2 separate regions of the Rattus norvegicus genome follow, and region 1 is linked to region 2. A link is a contact called in public Hi-C data. All regions are on one chromosome and are shown on one strand. Each heading gives the region's core, a stretch centred on a gene start, on an enhancer-like site or on the middle of the called end of the contact. The rest is flanking DNA. Distances are from core to core; before and after follow the strand shown. Region 1 holds the start of Vegfa (vascular endothelial growth factor A). Region 2 overlaps Rsph9 (radial spoke head component 9).

Region 1 (5,887 bases), core at 3,043-5,542, 110 kb after region 2:
GACACAGGCCACCAGAAGACGTGACATTTGGTATCAAGGAACGGTCTCAGCTGTCACTGCCTCCAGTGACTCAGAGGTAGGGAATCTTGCCTAGAAGCTGAGGGCCAGGAGCAGGACTGATGAACTGGTGCTGACCAAGGTCACACAGCATGCAGCCTTCTCAGCTCCCTTGGAGGCAGGGGGAGAACTAGGGAAAGTGTCATCCACCCTGCTCTGTGCTCTGGTCTAGCCAAGTGGCCCTGGGCTTGTCCCAGATTGGGCTCTTGGACTAAACGATAGCCCTAGTGCTCAATATATGACTGGACCCATCTCTACTGTCTGGATTTTTTTTTTAAATTCTCTGGGGACATGTTGCTTCCTCCTCTGGTGGGGGGCTGCCAAGAAAGCAGTGTGGAACTCACTGAGCAATAGTATTGTCCCCTGGGGTCTGTCTGGGATGTTCCTTAATACAATCCCTTGGCTGGGCCTATCCTCCAAGTCCTTATCCTCAGACCTAGAGGAGGACCCAGCAGACCTTACAGAACTCTCTAGAAATCCTTTGTCTCTGCTTTATCCCCAGTTAACTCCAATGGCTAAATTTCTGAAACTCCTGCTTTTCCATCAAAACCCAACCTAACGTGTCACCTCCTCCAGGATGGCTTCACCTGCTCCTAGCAATTATATATCCTCATCAGTTTAGTCTTTTGCTTACATGTAGACAGGAAGCCTCTTCCACACTGAGGAAAACCAGGGTCCTGCCCAAATCAGAGTGGCCTGATGAATGTAGCCACTGCTTGGGAGTCCATGACCCCCGTGCCAATAAATGCAGGAAGCACTTTGGGCCAGCCAACATATCTGCTTTGCTGGGTAATGCTGAAAGACCTTTCCTCATCTTGCCTTTGGTATATTATTAGTCTGTCCCCGGAAATTCTTCAAGGCAGAAACCCTGTCTCAGAAGGAAAAAAAAGAAAGAAAGAAAGAAAGGAAGGAAGGAAGGAAGGAAGAAAAGAAAGAAAAGAAAATGAAGAAGATGAAGAGGAAGAGGAGGAGGAAGGATCAATTTTTGGCCTTTACTTTTGGAAGGGCTGATACGAGCTGCCCCATGTCACCAGTTTGAGAAAGGGTCTCAACAAGAAGCCTAGGCTGGGGGCTGGGGATTTAGCTCAGTGGTAGAGCGCTTACCTAGGAAGCGCAAGGCCCTGGGTTCGGTCCCCAGCTCCGAAAAAAAAGAACAAAAAAAAAAAAAAAAAAAAAAAAAGAAGCCTAGGCTGTCCTTGCTTCATGAACCTCCTGAGTGTTAGGGTTACAGGTGAGCATTCCTGACTTCATTTCAGTCCTGACAATTTCCTCCCTGTCTCTGAAAAGTAAGATGTCACTGATTAACCACCTAGTGGATGGTTCCCCATTATCCCACGATGCTAGGCCAAGATCCGTCCTGGTTAGTCTCATAGCCAGCATGAGATCGACAGGTGAAATCCCCATCTCTTTGGGGGTACACTGTTTAAATAGACCGACAGATTGAGAAACATAAGCATCTCTTTAGAATACTTTCCTTTCTGCCAGGCCCATTACAGTCTGATGTCCCCTGTCCGGCAGTGACCTGGGGGAGAGAAGATGAATGGAATCTATTCTGGGATGAAGTGCATGCTGGGAAGTGAGCCCCCCAGGAAGAGCAGGAATAGCGTGACCCTTGACTTGTCTCTTTCCCCCTTCTTTCTAGATACCCCGAGGTTTCACTTAGTGACAGTCTAAGCGTGACGCTTACGACTTCATCGTTGTGAAATGTGTGTTGGAGGCGATGTGCGGCTTGAATGGAATCCAGAAGTGACCATTCCTCTGACTCAGCTTCAGATTGTGTCTCTAAAACGCACGGTGGACATAGGCAGCCCGTCCCTACCCTGATACGGGTTTCTCAAAACCCTTCAGGCCAAGCCCCAATCTTAGCATAGCTTTGGTGCTTTGGAAAGGGAAATCTGAAGTGTCATTGTTCGGACTCCTCTGGGAACCTTATATGGTGGTATCACGCCTTATACATACATATGCTACATGTATAATACACTATACATATACTATATGTATACTACACATATACTACACATATACATATAGATATCACGGCTGTCTTGGGATAGGAGGAAGCTAAAGCCATGAAGTTATAGGTAGCTAACTAACCCTTCCCCTCCTCAAAGCTTCTTCGTTTTCCTCCAAACCTCGGGATCCTTTACTGAGTCCCTCTTCTGTAAATAACTGATATGCAGGGTATTTGATATGCGACCCCTGTGAAAGTGTTGGGGGGCTGAGAACCACTGCTGTAGAAGGTAGAGATGAGAGTGACTGAAGAGTAGAGCATTGGGAGCCTTACGTGTCCACAGCCTCTGTTATACCGTGATGAGGGACAGGGGCTCCCTGACACGGCGCTACATCTGGTGCTCTTGGGATGTTAAGGACAGGCATTTGGTAGCTTTCCTTTCCAGTGCCTCTTAGCTGCATAGATTATAGATCAGGTGAGGAAACCCATGGGAGGGCTCTGGGCCCGTAAGCATTTACTAACTACTCTCCCTGCTAAAAGAGAGCCATCCGGGAGGTGACTCAGGGCAGCTATGATAGGCCAGATGGGATGGGGTGGCTTTTTTCCTCATAAGATCCTCATAACATTGCTCCATTGAAATTGGGGTTCCCAACAGGTACCAGCATCCCACGGAGCCTCAGTACTGTGTGCAGAGGGATGGAGATGGTGGAGTAACCTTTTCGGGGGACCAGTAGGAAGACTGTTGGCTCCCTTTCTCAGAAGCTCAGCAGACCTGGGTGAGGGCTGGGACTGGTTGGTCCCTCTCTTCCCACAGGTATCAGAGCCCCCTCTTGTTCCCAGGGGAGCCTAGGAGCAGCTGGGCCAAAGCCCAACCAGGAATTTTTCCAGGCTGGTTCCTATATCCAAGGGTGGGCTGGAGGTGGGGGCTTTGGGGAGCTCTTAAGGAAGACACGAGGAGGTGAAGGGGACTTTGTGGAAAGGGAGGGGACAGAGCCACACAGGCTAAGTGTACAAGCATAGAGAAATGGCCAAGGGTCCTAGGTAGAATGGGAGGGGGCAGAGTACAACCCTGAACTCTGTTTAGAAGATGAACTGTGAGCCTAGGCTAGAACTGAGGGAGCCTTACCTCTACTCCCATCCTACCCGGAGTTGGTGGCAGCGCTGGGCAGCTGGCCTAACTACGTTTCTGAATGCTAGGGTAGGTTTGAATCACCACGCAGGCCTGGCCTGCTTCTGCCCCCATTGGCACACTGGCCTTAGTTCCCTGGCAACATCTGGGTGTTTGTGTGTGGGGGGTGTGATCAGGAGGAACAAGGGCTTCTGTCTGCCCAGCTGTCTCTCCCTCAGGGCTCTGCCAGACTCCACAGTGCATACGTGGGCTTCCACAGGTCGTCTCCCTCCGGGCCACTGACTAACTGCTCGGCTTCCCGTTCTCAGTGTCACACATTTGATGCCATATCCTCTCCAGAGAAGCCTCTCTGGAAACTTCCCAGGGAATCCCATTCACCCCAGGGCCCTAGTTCCTTATGTATGAAGATCAGACAAGAGCTCAGATAAGCATACTTGCCTTCCACGTAGCCCCCCGCCCCATATATAATCCTAGAGTTTCTGTTTCCGAGGTCAAACAAGCAACTGTTGGGGGGTGGGTGTTAGAAACACGCAACTATTTGGGAAGTCAAAGCCTGCGGTGCTCAACAGTCAACTCTCACCCCCTGTCCAAGACCCGTGCCATTTGAGCCAGAGTTGGGGTGTGCATAATGTAGTCACTAGGGGGCGCTCGGCCATCACGGGGAGATCGTGAACTTGGGCGAGCCGAGTCTGCGTGAGGAAGGACGCGTGTGTCAATGTGAGTGCGTGCGTGCATGTGCGTGTGTGTCTGGGTATAGTGTGTTTGTGAGGTAGGGGAGAAGACCAGGGGTCACTCCGGGTGTCCGTCTCCCCATACGTCCTTGCCAGCTCTCCGCCTCCCCCCCCCCCCACTTTCTCCTACATTCCTGGGAAAGGAAATTGCCCTCACTCTCCTGTCTCCCCTGATTCCCAACACCCTGGGATTCCCAGTGTGTCCCCGAGCCAAGTTTGAAGGGGTGGACAGATAATTCTCAGGCTATGGACCCTGGTAAGGGGTTTAGATTTCTATTTCGCAGTAGTGGCCTAGGGGCTTCTGAAAGGCGGTGCCTGGTTCGGCCTGGCCTCGCCCCCGGGGCGGGCCTGGGGCGGGGCCTTTGGGGGCGGGGCCAGATTTCCTTTTTTTTCCACCGCTGTTACCGGTGAGAAGCGCAGAGGCTTGGGGCAGCCGAGCTGCAGCGAGGCCGCGGCGCTGGGGGCGAGCTGAGCGGCGGCAGCGGAGCTCTGTCGCGAGACGCAGCGACAAGGCAGACTATTCAACGGACTCATCAGCCAGGGAGTCTGTGCTCTGGGATTTGATATTCAAACCTCTTTTTTTTTTCTTAAACTGTATTGTTTTACGCTTTAATTTATTTTTGCTTCCTATTCCCCTCTTAAATCGTGCCAACGGTTTGGAGAGGTTGCTCCTTCACTCCCTCAAATTACTTCGGATTTTGGAAATCAGCAGAGGAAAGAGGTAGCAGGAGCTCCAGAGAGAAGTCAAGGAAGAGAGAGAGAGAGAGAGACCGGTCAGAGAGCGCGCTGGCGAGCGAACAGAGAGAGGGACAGGGGCAAAGTGACTGACCTGCTTTTGGGGGTGACCGCCAGAGCGCGGCGTGAGCCCTCCCCCTTGGGATCTTTCATCGGACCAGTCGCGCTGACGGACAGACAGACAGACACCGCCCCCAGCCCCAGCGCCCACCTCCTCGCCGGCGGGCAGCCGACGGTGGACGCGGCGGCGAGCCGCGAGCAGGAGCCGAAGCCCGCGCCCGGAGGCGGGGTGGAGGGGGTCGGGGCTCGCGGGATTGCACGGAAACTTTTCGTCCAACTTCTGGGCTCTTCTCTCTCCGGAGTAGCCGTGGTCTGCGCCGCAGGAGGCAAACCGATCGGAGCTGGGAGAAGTGCTAGCTCGGGCCTGGAGAAGCCGGGGCCCGAGAAGAGAGGGGAGAAAGAGAAGGAAGAGGAGAGGGGGCCGCAGTGGGCGCTCGGCTCTCGGGAGCCGGGCTCATGGACGGGTGAGGCGGCGGTGTGCGCAGACAGTGCTCCAGCCGCGCGCGCGCCCCAGGCCCCGGCCCGGGCCTCGGTTCCAGAAGGGAGAGGAGCCCGCCAAGGCGCGCAAGAGAGCGGGCTGCCTCGCAGTCCGAGCCGGAGAGGGAGCGCGAGCCGCGCCGGCCCCGGACGGGCCTCTGAAACCATGAACTTTCTGCTCTCTTGGGTGCACTGGACCCTGGCTTTACTGCTGTACCTCCACCATGCCAAGGTAAGCGGTCGTGCCCGCCTGGTGTCGCCGGGCCATGGCGAGCGCCTCTCCCGCTTGGGGACGTGCGTGCGTGCGAGCGCGCGCGTGGGGGGCTTCGTGCCCCACGCGGGTCCTTGGGCACCGGGCGCGAGGCGTCCCCCTCTGTCGTCGTACGTGGAGGGGGAGGGGGTGCGCGCTAGGTGGGAGGGCGCCAGGATAGTCTCGCCGCCCACGCGGGCCCTGCCCACCCACCAGAGTCACCGCACGTACGATCTGGGCCGAGCAGCGGAGGGCGGGAGCCAGAGGAGGAGGCTGAGGGGGCTGGGCTTGCGCCCGAGCTGGCGGCAGAAGTTTGCTCTGGGTCGCGGGTCCCGGGAGAACTGGAAGTCCGGGCAGAGGGGGCGGGAGTCCGGAGCCCAGCGGGCATGCCTGGGGGTGCTCGGACCTTGGACCGGGGGAGGGCAGAGATCGTGGAGGGGGCAGGGCGCCGGCGACCGAGGGGGCTTTGCTGTCACTGCCATTCGGTCTCTTCGGCC
Region 2 (6,484 bases), core at 2,271-4,770:
CCCCAGACACCTCAGATGGGGAGAAGAATTGGCCAGGCAGAGTTTCATTTTGCACCTTGGGTGAGCAGGCGCAGTGCCCTGGCAGGATGCTCCTCTTCCGTCCCCTCAGGTCCAAATCAAGGAGGAGACTCGCTTGGTGTCCATCATCGACCAGATTGACAAGGCTGTGGCCATCGTCCCTCGAGGTGCCCTCTTCAAGACCCCTTTTGGAGTCACCCACGTCAATCGGACCTTTGAAGGTGAGCTCCCCGTGGATCCTCTCAGAGCAGGAGGTAATAAGGCTCAGTTGCATATGTCTGGGGGACCAGGGGCATCTGCCCTCCTTGGAGAAGAGGGGCTGGGTCCATAGCACCGGGAGGGTGGGCTTCTGATTGGCTGCCGGCAGCCTAGTTTCAATCTATTGCTGTGAACAGGGCTCTGACAGAGTAGCAGAATGGAGGGAGGGTTCAGTTCACAAGATACCTGATACGCAACCCTGTGAAAGGGTCATTAGATTCCCAACTTGTGGGAATCAGGGGTTGTAACCTACAGGTCGAGTCACTGCTCTCGCTCCGTCTTCATGAGGATCCTCCCAAGCTGGCGTGCATTTAATCCCAGCATTCTAAAGGCAGAGACATTGACATTTTTTTTTAAGGAATAGGGATTAAAACATGTATTTTTTTCTTAGTGAATATATACTTTGGTTTAGGGAATACACAGGAACAGAAAATAGGAGGAACTCTTTGTGAGTTCAGAGTAGCCAGAGCTACATATGAGACTGTCTCAGAAAATATAAGAATGAAAAAGCCAGCAAGCAAACGAACAAGCTCTTTCCCCTGGTGATTCCCAGTTGTGCCCAGTTGATGGTTAAGCAGCGCCACTGAAAAGGATCAAACCATTGAAGTCATCGAACCCTGAGGGGTGGGCTTGAGGTTTCCTGCATCAGGGTAACCTGCTTCTTCCCTTTCAGGGGCCAGGGTCAAGTATGGGGGAAGGGAATGAGCTCCACTTTCTGGTTTGGACAGAACCCTGCATGGTGGCCATGGGCTTGGGGTTAACTGCTCTCCGTCCTCCTCCTCTTCCCAGGCCTGCCCTTGTCTGAGATCAAGAAGCTTAGCTCGTACTTCCACTTCAGGGAGGCCATTGACCTGAAGAACAAGACCTTGCTTGAGAAGGCAGACTTGGAGCCCTCACTGGATTTCCTGGACTCCCTGGAGTATGATATCCCCAGAGGTAACAAACAGGCCATGAGCTTCAGGACGTGGGATGGCCTTCTGATCAGAGCAGTAGATCAGCCATATACCTTCCTTCTCTAGGGCTGGGGCTGAGAACCTGGGTCAGCATTGGTGGCTCACCTGTGACCTCTTGACTTCTCGAGGTCGAGCTTTGCCAGAGCCTGACCTTAAGTGGGGAGCAGGGCAGTGAAGTGGCTCAGTGTCTCTGGAGATTTTAGCAGATTGTCATTTGTCATTTTTTTTTTTTTTTGGTTCTTTTTTTCGGAGCTGGGGACCGAACCCAGGGCCTTGCGCTTCCTAGGTAAGCGCTCTACCACTGAGCTAAATCCCCAGCCCCGTCATTGTCATTTTTAATGCACTTCTGAGCTTTTTTTTTTTTCCAACCAGTTTCTAATGTGTTTTGGTTGTTTGTTTTTGTTTGCTTTTTTGAGACAGAGTTTCTCTGTGTAGCCTTGGCTGTCCTGGAACTCACTCTGTAGACCAGGCTGGCTTCAAACTCAGAGGTCCACCTGCCTCCACCTCCCAAGTGCTGGGGTCAAAGGTGTGTGCCACCACTGTCTGGCCAACGGCTATTTTTAAGTAAAAATATTTTGATAGATTTGTTTGTGTGTACATGTCATAACACACGTGGAGGTCAGAGGACAACTTGTGGGAATCAGTTCTCTCCTTCCACCCTGTGGGATCTAGGGATCTAACTCAGATGGTCAGGCATGGCCGTAAGCACCTTAACTGATAATCCACCTCGTTCCCCATGCTATTTTAAGTTAAAAACCTTTTTTTGGGGCTGGGGATTTAGCTCAGTGGTAGAGCGCTTACCTAGGAAGCGCAAGGCCCTGGGTTTGGTCCCCAGCTCCGAAAAAAAAAAAGAACCAAAAAAAAAAAAAAAAAAAAAAAACCTTTTTATTGGGGCTGGAGAGATGGCTTAGCAGTTAATAGCACTGGTTGCGCATATATATATATACGTATATATACACACACATACATATACACACACACATATATATACATACATATACACAAACACACACACATATATACACATACATATACACAAACACACACATATATATACACACACACATATATATATGTGAGATATATATATATATATATATATATATATATATATATAATGTTTCCAAGCCCAGGAGTTCCTGGAAAGTGTAGGTAGGAAGAGTTGGGAAAGCTTAAAGGAAGGCCCATGATCGAAGGCAATGTGCACAGGTGACTAGAAAAGGGCATGCAAGCCCTCAGGTTCCTGTCCTAGGGCCACTAACAGTGTTAGGGATGATGGCCCTGTGCAGCTGGGTTCCACCACACAGAGGCACCTGAACCAAGTTACCTTGAGTGTGGGCTTATAGTGGTAGGTAGGTGGCTTCTGGGACCAATTGGCAACAGAAGGAAAATGACTAGGGCTGGGATGGCTCTCCCTTATCAGACCCTCTGGACACTCTTGTAGTGAGCGAGCTGGATGAGCTGCTGGGTGGCTCTCCTGCCTGGCAGATGGCTTGGTGATGACTTGTGCAGAGTGGGGATGGGCGAAGAGCAGTGGAGTTGTCCATTAGCTCTTTCTAGAGAGGGACATTGCTTTCTGAGTCTGAAGCAGTCACTTAAGATGGCTTAGGTCACCTCTGAGCAGGTGTGGTTGAAGTAGGCCTTGTCCTGGGGCCTCCTGCTCCCTGTGCCCACAGAGATAAGCCCAGAGCTCACAGCCTCTCTCTGAACCAGCATTGGTGGAGGAGAAGGGAGAGAGAGATTGCCTGAGGCCAGCTTCCTGGCGATGCGATGCCCTAGGATGGATCCCTGGGAAGATCACCCTGCTGATGGGTGCTAAGACTTCTCTGACTGTGGGCTTGCACAGGAAGACAGGTGGAGCAGCAGGTTGGGCAGCCAGATTCCTCACTGGGACTCTGCCATTCAGTACTTAACCTTTTGCTCTGTCAGCAGAGCATGGAGCAGCTGCTGCGTGCCAAGCTCTCCTGGTGCCCTTGGAATGAGAAAGACAACTCTCTTGTATCAGGAAGGTTTGAGAGCAGCCAAGAGAGGCTGAAAAGCAGACGTTATACTGGAAGATGTCGGGGTGGGGTGGGGGACAGAGGAGTAGGCAGCAGAGGCAGCAGGTGGCCAGGGTGGAGCTGACAGAAAAGTCCAGGTTGGGGTCCCAAAAAGAGAGCACTCAGTGCAATGCCCAGTTTGGGCAGCAGAGGGCAGCAAGAGTCCTGCAGCCAGGAAGTTGACCTTTAAAAGCTGCTGTAGAGATGGTGGCTAGAAGGAAGGGACCTTTGGTGGAGTGAGAACAGGGAGCCAGAAGAGAATGGACAATGTGGGATCAACCTTATGGGGGTGCACACAGATGGCTCCTACCCTGTCCCTACCCCACTGCTTATATGGGAGGCTGATACCAGGGGTATCTTTTTTTCTGTCCCCAACCTCTGGGAAGGTTGACTCTATCTTGTGGGAAAGGGAATGGTGGCTTCTCCCATCAGGGACCTGAAGTCATTTTTTATTTCATTTTATGTGTATGGGTGTTTTGTTTGCATGTACATCTGTTTACCACATGTATGCCTGGTGCCCATGGAGGCCACTGTGGTACTGGTGTTAAGATGGTTCTGAGCCATCATGTGGGTGCTGGGAGTCAAACCTGAGTCCTCTAAAAGAGCAGCCAGTGCTCTTAGCTGCTGAGCCATCTACCCAGTCTTCCTGGCTATTGCTCAGTGTGATGAAGTCTAGGGGTTGAGGCTTAGGCTACCTGCTGCCCCTCGACAACCTGGTCTGAGCCTGACCCTTACTCTCCCTTACGTTAGCCTTTCTTCCTGGGTGGCCGGAGAATGAAGTCCACTCCAGCCTAGGGCCCCACACTGGAGAAGTGGGTAAGACCCTGGCACTAGCAAACCCAGGAGGATGTCCTGCCGACTGCATAGGTCAGGGGCTGAGTTCCAGGGCTGATCCTCTCCCCAGTCTGAGAGCATAGGTATTCTGGAGAGGAAGCCAAGTCTGAGGAGACCTCGGGCTGTGAACTGAACCACCAGAGTATTTCTTCAAAGGCCACCACAGCTGTAAGGGACTAGTGTTTCCATGTTCACAGTTGAGATAGAGGTGACAGATACATAGTGTCAGCTGACACACTGAGAGGAGAGTGTGTGTGCGCACGTGTGCATGCATGTGCATCAGAGTCAGAGTCCTCTGGATGATGAGCAGACTGAACAAGGGAGGCTGAGAGGACAGGAGCATGGTGGAAATGCACAAAAAGGCAGAGAGGCTGGCCCCTGGCATCCACAACTCAGCTAGCACCCTTTGGCCTGCTTGGCCCGTCCTCCTTGGCTTATGGTTTTTACTTCCTCACAGTTTACCCATGTTGCTAGGCTTGGGCTATGCTCCCCATCTACTCAAAGCAAGAGGTGAGCAGACATGCTGGTCTGAGGGCCCCCCTGCCTCCACGCTGTTGACTGAATGGATGGATATCTGGCTGCAGTGGGGTTCGAGGTAGACCCTAGGCTGTTTTCCCCCGCCAGTGCTTGGGTGAGGGAAGCTGCAAGGCAGCCTCCCTGGGTGGGCAGAGCAATCAGAGTCTGCTCTTGCTTATCTCACAGAGGCTGTGGAGCTGCGGGCTCCAAGGGCAAGGAGGGGTTAGGTCTCTGTAGAAAGCTGTCCAAATGATGCTCTGGGCCGTGGTAGTGTGACTAAGGCTGGAGAACTGTGTATTTCTGGGTGTGTTTGTTGTCAAGGATCAAACACAGGGGTCCCGGGACACTGCTCTGTCACACTTCATCCTCATCTCCCCTCAAGCAATGTTGCCTGAAGACTTGGGACCAAGAAAGCCACCAAGGTCCTCAGGTGCCCAAAGAACAGCTGTCAGCAAGTGTTGTACCAGCCAGGGCCTGTTTGCCTGGATGTTCCGAGTCTTCCTTGACGGTGCACTGTGGACCAGAGCAAGCAGTGAGCCCATGGTGTAGCCTTCACTCACTGTCCCGTGCACGGCTGAGTCAGGACCGGGGCAGCAGACCTCCGTGCTTCCAGAAAGCTCTGGTCTGACCTGGCAGGCAGCTAGTTACCCGGGGTGAGCAGCTCTGCTGCGGGGTGGCCCTGGAGGGTGGGGATTGAGTCGTGGGACTGCTGGGTGTGGAGTGACCAGGGTGGGCCATGGCTGGAGGTAGGCTGCAGGAAGCTCAGTGGTGGGAGCCAGCACCGGGGCTGAGTTGGCAGCTGATGAAGGCTCCAGAACAGCCCCCCCCAAGCATAACTGGTTGGTCCTGTACCAAAACCTTCAAAAGTTATTTGCCTTCCTGGCAGGGCCCAGAGCAGGGCTGTGGCTGGTTTGGGGGAGAGGCCTCGGTGCGCAGGGGAATAGAAGCCCAGATCTGCATCCAGAGGCGATTTTCCCAGGCTCCTTCCTCCCACACAGCGGCTCCCTCCCTTGGAGCTGGATCTGGCCCTTCCAGCCAAGTCATCCTGGCTGCACAGCTCAGCCTGGTCTAGAGTAGCATGGGGCAGACTCCCCCCCCCCCCCCCCCCCGCCCCGGGCATGGCTCCACCCACCAGTACTTGGGAAGACCACTGAGGTGGAGGCCTGAAGTGGCCCAACTTCAGCTTGAGCCTCTGGTTGTCTCAACCTAGAGCAGAGGCTCAAGGTCAGTGATTTACTCTGGAGCAAGGAAAAGGAGCCATGCCATCTGTGGGCCCTCTAAGTCCTAGCTTGATGGCTCATCTCTGTCCTCCGTGTCATGAGCGCGTGGCAATTGGGACTACAGCAGCTTTTATGCCAGCCCTCGACTGTCTGTTCCCTCTAGGCTCTTGGAGCATCCAGATGGAAAGGGGCAACGCGCTGGTGGTACTGCGCAGCCTGCTCTGGCCAGGCCTCACCTTCTACCACGCTCCCCGCTCCAAGAACTACGGCTACATCTATGTGGGCACAGGCGAGAAGAACATGGACCTGCCCTTCATGCTGTAGGAGGGGCAGGCTGGATATTTATGAGAAGTCGAAACACTGTTTCATAAAGTTCAACCATTGGGTCTGCTTGTTCTGTCCTGATTTTTGTCATTTTGTCCCTCTGGCATTTAGTCAGCCGGCTCTGAAAGGCCAGGAAATGCAATTCCTAACCAGGAGGCAGAGGCCTGGAATAAGCTAATGAGGGAGGCACCGAGTATGTTCTATGTTCGTGTGGAGATGGATGGAAGGGGTGGTTAGGAGCCTGCTCGAGTTCCCAGAGTCAACAAAAGCTGCTTGTAACTGATCATCACTCGGCCTCCACCTACAGTGCTGGACCATGGGC

Evidence for each region. A called contact is a pair of places that touch in the nucleus more often than the background predicts.
Region 1: a contact with region 2 is called in a Hi-C map of liver, with 4 times the contacts expected there. The contact joins the promoter of Vegfa here to the enhancer-like site in region 2. A contact is called at or near these places in 12 of 12 Hi-C or Micro-C datasets (the A7r5 cell line, the Rat2 cell line, Schwann cells and 7 more).

What each region holds. Positions count from the first base shown.
Region 1 is chr9:22,448,562-22,454,448 of GRCr8, forward strand. It overlaps Vegfa (vascular endothelial growth factor A), which reads left to right and starts at 4,293. Exons shown (of 8, transcript NM_031836.3): 1 at 4,293-5,372. The coding sequence starts at 4,770.
Region 2 is chr9:22,344,286-22,350,769 of GRCr8, forward strand. It overlaps Rsph9 (radial spoke head component 9), which reads left to right. Exons shown (of 5, transcript NM_001108205.2): 3 at 110-239; 4 at 1,066-1,212; 5 at 6,002-6,230. The coding sequence ends at 6,162. Among named protein-coding and RNA genes, the nearest start is that of Rsph9, 9.8 kb to the left of the region's middle. Within about 2 kb of position 3,521, at least 3 of the 93 cell types and tissues checked have an H3K27ac peak or open chromatin away from gene starts, as enhancers often do. A contact at or near this core is called in liver, where this site is marked.